Regions from separate parts of the Anas platyrhynchos genome. Here region 1 is linked to region 2. Evidence: chromatin contacts called from public Hi-C data. All regions are on one chromosome and are shown on one strand. Each heading gives the region's core, a stretch centred on a gene start, on an enhancer-like site or on the middle of the called end of the contact. The rest is flanking DNA. Distances are from core to core; before and after follow the strand shown.

The links. A called contact is a pair of places that touch in the nucleus more often than the background predicts.
Region 1: a contact with region 2 is called in a Hi-C map of subcutaneous adipose tissue, with 3 times the contacts expected there. The contact joins two enhancer-like sites. A contact is called at or near these places in 4 of 8 Hi-C or Micro-C datasets (F1 follicle, liver, skeletal muscle and 1 more).

What each region holds. Positions count from the first base shown.
Region 1 is chr4:28,256,109-28,261,187 of IASCAAS_PekinDuck_T2T, reverse strand. GALNTL6 (polypeptide N-acetylgalactosaminyltransferase like 6) reads left to right here. Exons shown (of 15, transcript XR_011809020.1): 10 at 1,310-1,426. Among named protein-coding and RNA genes, the nearest start is that of GALNT7, 43 kb to the right of the region's middle. Within about 2 kb of position 3,282, at least 1 of the 8 cell types and tissues checked has an H3K27ac peak or open chromatin away from gene starts, as enhancers often do. A contact at or near this core is called in subcutaneous adipose tissue, where this site is marked.
Region 2 is chr4:28,180,945-28,185,689 of IASCAAS_PekinDuck_T2T, reverse strand. GALNT7 (polypeptide N-acetylgalactosaminyltransferase 7) reads left to right here. Exons shown (of 12, transcript XM_038178954.2): 2 at 1,220-1,677. Among named protein-coding and RNA genes, the nearest start is that of GALNT7, 33 kb to the left of the region's middle. Within about 2 kb of position 2,554, at least 3 of the 8 cell types and tissues checked have an H3K27ac peak or open chromatin away from gene starts, as enhancers often do. A contact at or near this core is called in subcutaneous adipose tissue, where this site is marked.

The DNA of each region.
Region 1 (5,079 bases), core at 2,033-4,532, 75 kb before region 2:
CAATTCCAGTCTTCCAGATTCAAGAATAGAGCAGAGCAGCTTTCCCATGTGTCTTACAAGCATGACGATTGCCTTTTTTGCAACGTTTTGTGCTGTGTTTTTTTCCATCCTAGTTTGGTTTTGGTTTGGTTTTGGTGAGATACACAGTATTTAAGAGTGGCAGTGTTTACATTTGTCTAACGTAATATGGCAACAGTGATGACTTCTAAAAATTTTCCATGGAAAGTTACAGAAGCCACCTCAGCAGAATCTCCTTCAGCATCTATCTTTTCTTTTTTTTTTTAATGTGGACCAAATTTGTTGCAAGAATGTCAAATGTGCACCTGCTTTCTATGTATTATATATACCAAATCTGTGTGTAGTTCCATGTATGTGTGTAGGTTTTGGTTACTCTGTTTCTCTGTATCTCATTGAAGGAGAAAGTTGTTTAAGAAGTCCTCTTCACTGTGGAAGTTTCTGAAGGATTTTTAAACAGCTTAGCTGAGGTATTCAAGGACAAATATACATGTATTTGCAAAATAAATATAGCATTTTCCTCTTTTTAGTGGCAGTGGGCAGCCTGTTCCTTTTGAATAGTCCTCCAAAAATATCTCCATAATAGCAGGCGTACATAATGATATGACTAATAGTCACAGGTTAATTATTACTCAATTGTTTCAGTCTCAAAAATGAGATTTTTCCTTTTAAGAATAAGTTCCACTACAGATTGTTTGCAGAAGCATACAGGCAAGACAGCACAAAGAACCTCTGGGTAAGCATAGTAAGTTAAGTACTTTCTAATTTTATGCACTTTGAACACTAGTTCAAACCTTATCTACAATGGTATTATTGTGTAAAAATAAGAATACGCATTGGGAAAGGGTGTGCCTGAGTCTTCAAGAAATATTGCTCCGAAGTCTGTGAGAGAGTCATTCAGAAATCATTTCCTCTTAATGCAGTTGATCTCACTTGCTCCAGTAAGAGGGAAAAAGAAAAAAAGAAAAAAAAAAAAAAAAGAAAATGGACTCAACTTTGAACTTTCCACACTTCTCTCTCTTATTTTCTTTGCATGAGACTATTTCATACAGATCTACCTTTCGTTTGTTAAGCAGCGTATTTCAAACTTTGCTGCTTCCAAAGCTGTTCAAATAAAGAATAGGTCATTCCAGGAGCTGGTGCTCTATCCTGTAAAAAGTAAGACCCACCACATATATATAACTGAGTCTCAAGTCCCTCAGCTTCTAAGGTAGCTAAATTCCTAGCTCCTTAATGTTGGAAGCTCTGTTCTGCAACCTGGTTTAATGTAAGATGTCACTGCTTGGTTTTGCAGATTCGAAACGTGGCAGCCAATCTCTGTGTGGACAGTAAACATGGAGCCACGGGGACTGAGCTGAGGCTAGACATTTGTGTGAAGGATGGCTCAGAACGGACATGGTCACATGAACAGGTATTTTAACAGCTAAAAGACAAAAGCACTGTCAAATTGTTACATCTTTTTTCCAATTTCTGAAGGTTTCCTCTTTTTATTAAGACAAAACAAGGCGTAGAAATTATTTTTGACTGATTGCTGACCTTAGTAGTTTTTTAAAAAGTATGCTTTAACCTAACCTCAGAATTTTGTCGTCTGTGCTATATATTCTTCTGAATTTCCAACAGGAATTGTAATATCCAAAGAGCTTTGGGGTGCCCCATTCTACCTCATTGTGTCATGAAAACACTTTGATTTCAGTTCACTTACCTTAAAATATTTTAAATATACTACCTGGGCATGTAAAGATCTACTGGTTGTCTCCTTTTATACTTTCATCTCAATAAACAGTAAGTGGTCGTATGTTAAGTGAATAAGAAGTATAAGCGAGATAAATGGGGTGAAAGCCAGAAAGGGTTTCACATGGATAAGGGATTATAAAGACTCAAACATCCTTTTATCTGGGTAAGTTAGGAAGAAAAATATTACCTCCCAGGAGTATGGAGGAAAAGATCTCTCATTTGTACTCACCATGATTGTGAGTGCCATAGGAAAGAAATCATGACTCACTAGCTCTGGCCAACATGAGCAAAGAGAATCTGGACAAAAAATACAACCTGACCATTTATTAGCAATTCTAGTGAACATGTCTTCCACACAGCAAAGTCACGGATTAGAAAAAATCACCAATGCTGAAGAGAAAAATTGACTTGGCAGTCATACATGGCACTTCTAAAGATATTAAAAGCTCAAGAGAGAGGAGTTCTGAGGGATATTTGAAGTGCTAAGGTCAAAAAATCATTCTCTGAGGATACTGAGAAATGCAGGGGGAGGTGTGTTAGTGAATGAAGTTAAGAAGCTAAAGAATGATCACAATTTAGATAAGTGCCAACACAAGGGAAATGAGATTGCCGAAAGAAGGCTTCTTCATATAGCTAGCAAAGGTAAAGCACAGCAAAAGGGTGCTGAAGTAGATATATATATATATATATATATATTTATGAAAGACATCCAGTAATTCAAACAACTATTTAAAGGAATTTTTATGGTCCAGACCAGACCATCATTTTGACCTCTAGTTTTAAAATCTGCAAACATAAAGAGGTCCAAACTCTCACCAAGAATAGAGGGGGCCCACTGCCAGATATGAGGGAAAAGAGGGAAGAAAACTGGATGAAAAGTGGCTAAAAAGAAACAACAACAACAAAAAAATACCAGGGAAGCAGAAAAAAGGGAGTCTTGAAATATCATTTGAAGGTGAGTTCTGGTTCTGGTGAGGACACAAAGGGAGAATACCATCAGGAAGGACTCTGTGTTTCACTGCATTCCAGCACATCATGATGCTTGGAAACAAATTCAATGCAATAGTCCCCATTCTACACTAATAACAAAAAGTAACTTCATTAAGATAAATAGGGTTAAGTTAACACAGAACAAGTTCAACCAACCTCAAAGTGCTGAGCCAAAACTATGAAACCTCCCAAACTGCTTGACGTGTGCCTCGAGGGAATCATGAATTATTTCTGCGAGGCTGGAGTAGAACAGCACGTACCTCCTCGCCACAGAATAGCGTTCAAAACACTGCAAGGGAACATTTTTCTGAACAGCATGGTACAGTTGCATTGGACAAGGACTGCCAAAACCCAAGCCAAGCAATTTAATTCAATTTTCTGAACAGTTCAGTGACTTTTCTGGGTTGCTTAAGAGGGGCAGGAGCAGGATCACACAGCTGATTTTGTTCGTTTTTCTTACACATTTCTCCTTTTCCAAGAGCTACTGTTTAAAGTGTGTAATTCAGAAAACAAGCAGCAGAGGGCAGCTCCGCACAAGCTGAACGCAAACGGGCCCCAAGGAAGGTTAATGAATTAGCAGCGTTGGGTGCTTCTCGGTGATGACAACCAGAAAAGATGGAGCTTTTCAGCTCTGACAGAGAAGGGTGAAAATTAATGGCTTTAAGTTCCCCACACACCTGCCCCATCAAATAATAATAATAATATTTAACACTCAAAATAGTCTGTTTTCCTTTGCTAAAATGGGGATTGTTTGGATTTGTTTGTGGTGTGTTGTTTGTGTTTTTTTGTTGTTGTTGTTTTTGTCCCAGGAGACAGGACCACATTCAAAAGCTGTTGTTCCAACTGACAGGAGCGTAGGTGCCATTAGTTTATCTACCTGTCAATGTAATTCCAGAAATCATGAGAAATGTTGAAGAATCCCTAGAAGAAAATTAGGGTAACATAAATACAATTTCACTTTCTCCTAGAAAAAGTTCACTTCACTTTCTCCTCTATTTTCTAAAACTAGAAAATAGAACTTTTAGAATAAAGATGATTGGCATAATATCCATTACTGTATTACTAAGTAACTTTATTTGCATAATCTTATTACTTTTAATATCCTATTGGTTTCTTGATTAGTATAGAAACAAAATGAAACTGGTTGTACTCAAATATTCAGACTCCTGATACAAGACACGTTCACGTATCTGGTAGATTTCAAGGGTGAGTCTGTGCAAGGTACAGGTTTTCAAGATACCAGTTAAGAAAGAGAGGAAAGAATTACAGAATCTCATAAACTTTAAGATGAAGCAGACTAGATAGTAGACTTGGCTGAAACTCAGAATTTTTATCCTACAGAAAATGACAGTACATGCAGATTATCCAGAGGAGAATTTTTGGTTTTCTTGTAGAAAAGAAATTCTGAAAATACTTAATTTGGGAAGGTAAAAATGTTCTGGTGATGCAGAGCTTGATTTTTTTTCAGAAACAAGATAGCATCCTTTTCCCTCCTTTTCCAGAAGTTTTCCTCAGTGGAGAGACAGTATGCACTGATGTTAGCAGCCAATTTTCCACTGCTCTAGCCGTAGCTGATGCCTTTGTGTCTTGTAGCTCCTCAGGAACCCAGAGGGCAAAATCTCAATTTCCACCCTGGCAAGCAAAATCTGCCTTTGTGTTAGTGACAGGTGGTAGGGAGAAAAAAATCCCACAAAGGTATATTTTAGATTGGTGTATTTTGATGAAAATTTCTTGACTAGCTGTCCTTATTCAGTCCCAAAGACTACACAGTCAGAAATGTTACCTGCAGTAGATGTTATGATCACAGTCTAATGAAGCAGCTCCCAAGGAGAAAGAAGGTGATCTACTTGCACCCACAGTAAGCTGTGAAGATCAGCTTTGTTAAAGAGTGTTTGGGAAGAAATGCAAAAGAGCTCACCAGCCCTCAGATAGCTCCTCCTTATTGCTAGTACCTTCTTGAATTTGTTGCTTACAAGATTTCTATGTATGCCAGTAGACGCTAGCAGTATTAATAAAATTATCAAGCATTTTACTGTCATGTTTCAAGTAGAGTTGACTGACACTGAGCTGGTCTTGTAACTCGTGGTGTAAATTTACAGGGAGTTCTTTGAAAAATACATGATATGGCTGGTGTAGTGGATGTTAGTGCTGATGGTATCACTAGATAGAGTCACGACCCCATGTTCTCCTTGATTCAGCCCCTTAGCAGCCCCTTAGGAGACCTTCCACCCCAGAGCTATAAAAGCAAACAGCAGGCAAAAGCTTTGTGGATGTCTTGCACCTTTTCTGGTGAATAGGAGAAGAATCAGAAGTGAAGGTGATTGTTACTGAGGTTTCTAG
Region 2 (4,745 bases), core at 1,305-3,804:
CATCAAGTTATGTTAAGGGAAGTGTTTTGTTTCTTGATAACACACAATTAACAAGACTGCATCTGGAGCATTGTGTCTGGTTTCTCCTCCTGCAGTGCCCAGTGTAAGAGAGAAATTCAGAAATGGAAGGGGACTGGCAAAGACCTGCTGAGAAGGCCAGGAGGCTGCAGCACACGGACAGGGCAGAGGAGTTGGGGTTGTTTTGCCTGGAGAAGTCTAATGGAGAACTTAATTACAGCCTTTCACCCTCAAAAGTGAGGTTACAGAGAAAATGGAAATAAAGTCCTCTCAGGGGTCAACACTGAAAGGACAGGAGGCAATCATTCCAAGAAACAACAAGAAATTTCTAATTGGGTATGAGAAGAAATAGATATCTTCACTGAGGCACTGGTAAAGCACTGAAAGAGGCTGTCCAGAGATACTGGGTGTTTTCAGAGTATGACTGGACAGGTCTCTCAGTAGCCTGATCTTTGGACTTATACCTTCCTCTAACAGGTTTGAATAAGTGACATCCTTCTGATTTTTATTATTATTATTTTATTTTGATCCTGTATTTGTGAACAGATAGTGAGATGTTGCTAAAATGCATGTGTTTTTAGGTGACGCTGAATTCCACAGAGAGCATCTATCACATTTACAAATAGATAATTTTACCAGGAAATCTGAACTTTCAGCAATGTTTCCCCATTGTCCCATTGGATGGAAGTACTAGGGAAAGCAGTGACTATTTTTTTAGAGCGTGTTCATGGGTGGGGCTGTTGTACTCCAGAGACTTCACAAACAGCCACTCAGAGCCTTTCTGCCAAGTTTCTTTCAAAATCACCCTTGTCCTACCCCCATGGACCTTGCTGATCACTGAAAATGCCAAGAGGGTTTTGAAATCTCAGTGTGAATTTTGTGTTTCTCTGGGAGGAAGCTGTAAAACTGCTGAACAATTTTTGGGGTGTGAACATTAGGCCCTTTCCAGGACCACTTGCTCAGGTAAGTGTGGACACTGTCCAGTGATGCTCTCCAGCAACTGCTAGCTTTAATGACAAGTGTTCATTCAGGCCCTGAATGAACAGAGATTTCTCCATTCTTGCTTATAACATACATTTACTATCAATTTGCAGTGCCCAAGGTACTGGATTTTTTTGGGGGTGTGGGGGGGGGAGAGAAAAAGGATAAATAAAAGTGATACATTTATTTGATCTCCTGCTGTTTCTCTGTGTATATATAGGATGACAAAGAAGCCAACAGACCCATACCAAACAAAGGAGAACGTGGACTAGGAAATGAGAAGTTCAAACCTGTGGTACCTTGGCCTCATGTTGAAGGCGTGGAAGTGGACTTGGAATCCATTCGAAGGAAAAATAAGGCCAAAAATGAACTAAATCAGCATGGTGGTGGTGATAACAATCAGCAAAATGTCATCCAGAGGCAGTATCTCACATTTAAGCCTCAGACATTTGTATACCGAGATCCTGTTTTACGACCTGGAGTCCTTGGTAATTTTGAACCCAAAGAGCCCGAGCCTCACGGAGTTGTTGGTGGCCCTGGAGAGGAAGCGAAGCCATATGTTTTAGGACCAGATTACAAAGAATCCATTCAAGCCAGCATTAAAGAATTTGGGTTTAATATGGTGGCAAGTGATATGATTTCACTAGATCGGAGCGTTAATGACTTGCGTCAAGAAGAGTAAGCAAACTTTTTGTTTTCTTTTAGTTCTGTTTTTATGAGGTTTAATTATTTTCTTTCCATGGATCTTAATTGATGCTTAAAATAATATTATTAATTAGGCCAAGTACTTGAGACTTCTTGTCCTGACAGGCAAATGTGCTGTACTGTACCAAATGTTTCCATATGTTATTCTTAATGCTGTTCCAATTATTCCTTTCACGAACACTTAATCTATATTGATTTGTCTCTGAAGTCATCCAGTCTAATTGCATATATTTAGATGTTCCATGTCCAGTCAGTCTTCCTTGTTGTGTGTTCTCTTTATAGTCCATAACTTCTTAAGATTTGCTTTTAAGAATGCTTTTTTTAATTATTATTTCATACGTAAGTTCCTATAGTATGTTTTATTTAGTTATGATTTCATGCCAATGCTTAAAAAAAAAAAAAAAAAAAAAGAGAGAGAACATGAAGTAATATTGTTCCCTTTAAATAACTCTGCTTAGTTACCTGCATTAGCAAGAGTATAGATCTGCCATACTGGAGTTTGGATTTTGGAGCTGACAGCAGATTAATCTTCTACCTACGCTTCTTACTGCATTTATCATAAAGAAGGAACTAATCTTAGGGGAAAAAAAATAATAATAACTTGCCTGGGATTAGCTTTTTTACGTTGGACAGGAGGGTGTGTGAATTTAGGTACAAAATGATGTATTGCCTGTTTTCTCTCTCCTCTCCTCCCCAGCAGAGAGGGGGTGCTCTGCCAGTCCTGGGGTTTGGTGCCCACCTCGACACTGCACGCTTCCAGCTGTGGCAGCTGATCTGTTTGGTTGGTCACTGGTTGCTCACTGGGACTGTACTGTGGCCTTTCATAAAAACAGTGTTTTTCCATGCTGTGAGGTGGGAGACAGCCGGCCAGCTGTGAGCCTGACTCATGCTTGTGCAAGCACTGCTGCGTGAATTTACTGCCTGCTGTGCATTTGTTAAAATGACTGAAGTGCACAGATTACAGCGCCTCTCTTTCTTCATGCCATGTTCCCTGGGTGACTTACTAAAGGTTTCCACCTGCCTGAAGCTGGAGGAGAAAAACGAGTCTGTCAGCTGCTAGTGGCAGGGAAAGGTTCGCTATCTTGAGGTTCACTTTAATTTTATTTCTTCACTGCAGTCAGCAGTTGGGCCTCTGTGCTGAAGAGATTTTTTGAAGGGGAGGAAATGCTCCAGGTAACCTGTTTGGGCTAGCATTTCCTTCCAGGTGGCCGTTCCCTAAGCATTGCTGCTTTTGTTGTGGTGTTGGCAGCCACTGAGGCCCTTTTTGTAAGAGGCAACAGGACTACAGACACTTGGAAAGAAAAATGGTTTCCCCACCAGGTGTGGTGGTGAACTGAGCAGAGTGAAGCTGTTCGGAGTCAAGAGTTTGTGTTAGCAGGGTTCATTTTGGCCCTGCCTTCCTCAGGAGAGTGGGAAGACAGAGGGTGGGAGCGTGCTCCTTTCTTTGTTCTCTGCTCTGCCCGCACAGCTGAGCAGAAATGGCAGCATGTCCTATGACATGTCCTATGAAGGTGGGACCAGGCTGCCTCAGCTTAGGCTACTGACCCTATCTTTGGCAGCCGAGCTCCATGACTTCATTCTGCCCATTTTTCCCCAAGGTGGAAAGCATCAGAGAGACTACATATCTGCCAAGTAGTTCCCCACCTGTAATCTCAGAGTTTATCTTTACTAGTACTCTAAAGACAGAAATTCCCTAAGAAGACTTAAATGCTTTGAGGAATAGAAGAGACAGCCACGATTAGATCAGAAATTTAAAAGAGTTTCCTCCAAGTTCACTTGCAGATAAGTCTTCCATGGAGGTCAAAGCCAGCAGATCAAATCAAAGTTAGGTTTTACTGTTTAATATCCTATGCAAGCATACAAAACAGCACAAAAATGTTAACAAAACACATCTTTCAGGCAACTTGATATAAATTATTTTGTATAATGAATACCCAGGACGCTTGCAATTATTCTGAATAGTTTAAATGTTTATTGTTTCAATGTGTTTCCTGGGAAAGGCAGAAGAGAGGGAAAGCAATGTAGGATTGGCAGGGGCTGTTTTCAGATATTGTATTTTTTTTCCTGCTCATCCCCCTGCTACTGGGAAGAAATGTAGCAAAAAGGTAGCAGATGGCCTGTTGGATGAATTATTTTCCCATTTATTTTCCTTCCCCTTTTCATCCTACTGATCTCTTTAGGAGGTCATTTTAGTTGGTAAGGCTGGTCAACATTCAGCATAATCCTACTGAAGAACAGTATAATCATCCTTTTTTTTGGTTGCCAGCATTGCTAATTGAGGAAGATATTTCAGGCAAAGACAGAGTTTGTTCAGAGGTGTTCAAATCCAGGTAGGCCTCACCTCTGCCTTTTCCTTGAGGCATAAAAATTCTTCAGTGTTACCCTCAGCACTCAGATTGGTTCAGGGAAGTACGCCAAGTGCTTCCCCAGGTGGTGTTGGCAGGAGTGAAATAGCACTGCAAGAGCTGAGTCTCTCAGCTTAAAAGCCATGAAGCCTTGAGGCTCGACTCTGCTGAAAGGGGAAGAGGGAAGAAATGCCTGTGAAGGGGGATTCAGTCCTGCTATGGTCAGATTTGTCTTTCGAGTCAGGCACATACGTGGCCAAGGTGATTTGCCAGCTGCTGTTATTGATTCAGCAGGAACTTTGCTGGGGACTGTGGGCTGTCTCGGCTGCCATAAAAAGCCTCTTGCTGCCCCCTGTAGAGAGAAATAATATTGGATGACGTGTTGATATGGTTTGTCAGGTACATCGGAAAATGTTCCTTTGGCTAGTACTGCGTATTCCTGCCTGGTGTATTGTAACCAGGCAGTTTTGAGGTTGAAGGCAAACACTTCTGTTGGCATGAAAGTCACAGGTTCGGTTAAATGAAACCAAGAATGTATGGGGTACTGAAATATCTGTGTACAAAATTTCAAATCATCTCACTTCAGCCTTTCAGCACTCTGCAGGAGGGCCAAGGGAACCATAAGCTGGGTTTAGGTGGAGCAATACTTGTTCCATTTTACTTCTGGTTGCAAAGAAATGGGGGCAGGCTTAGCAG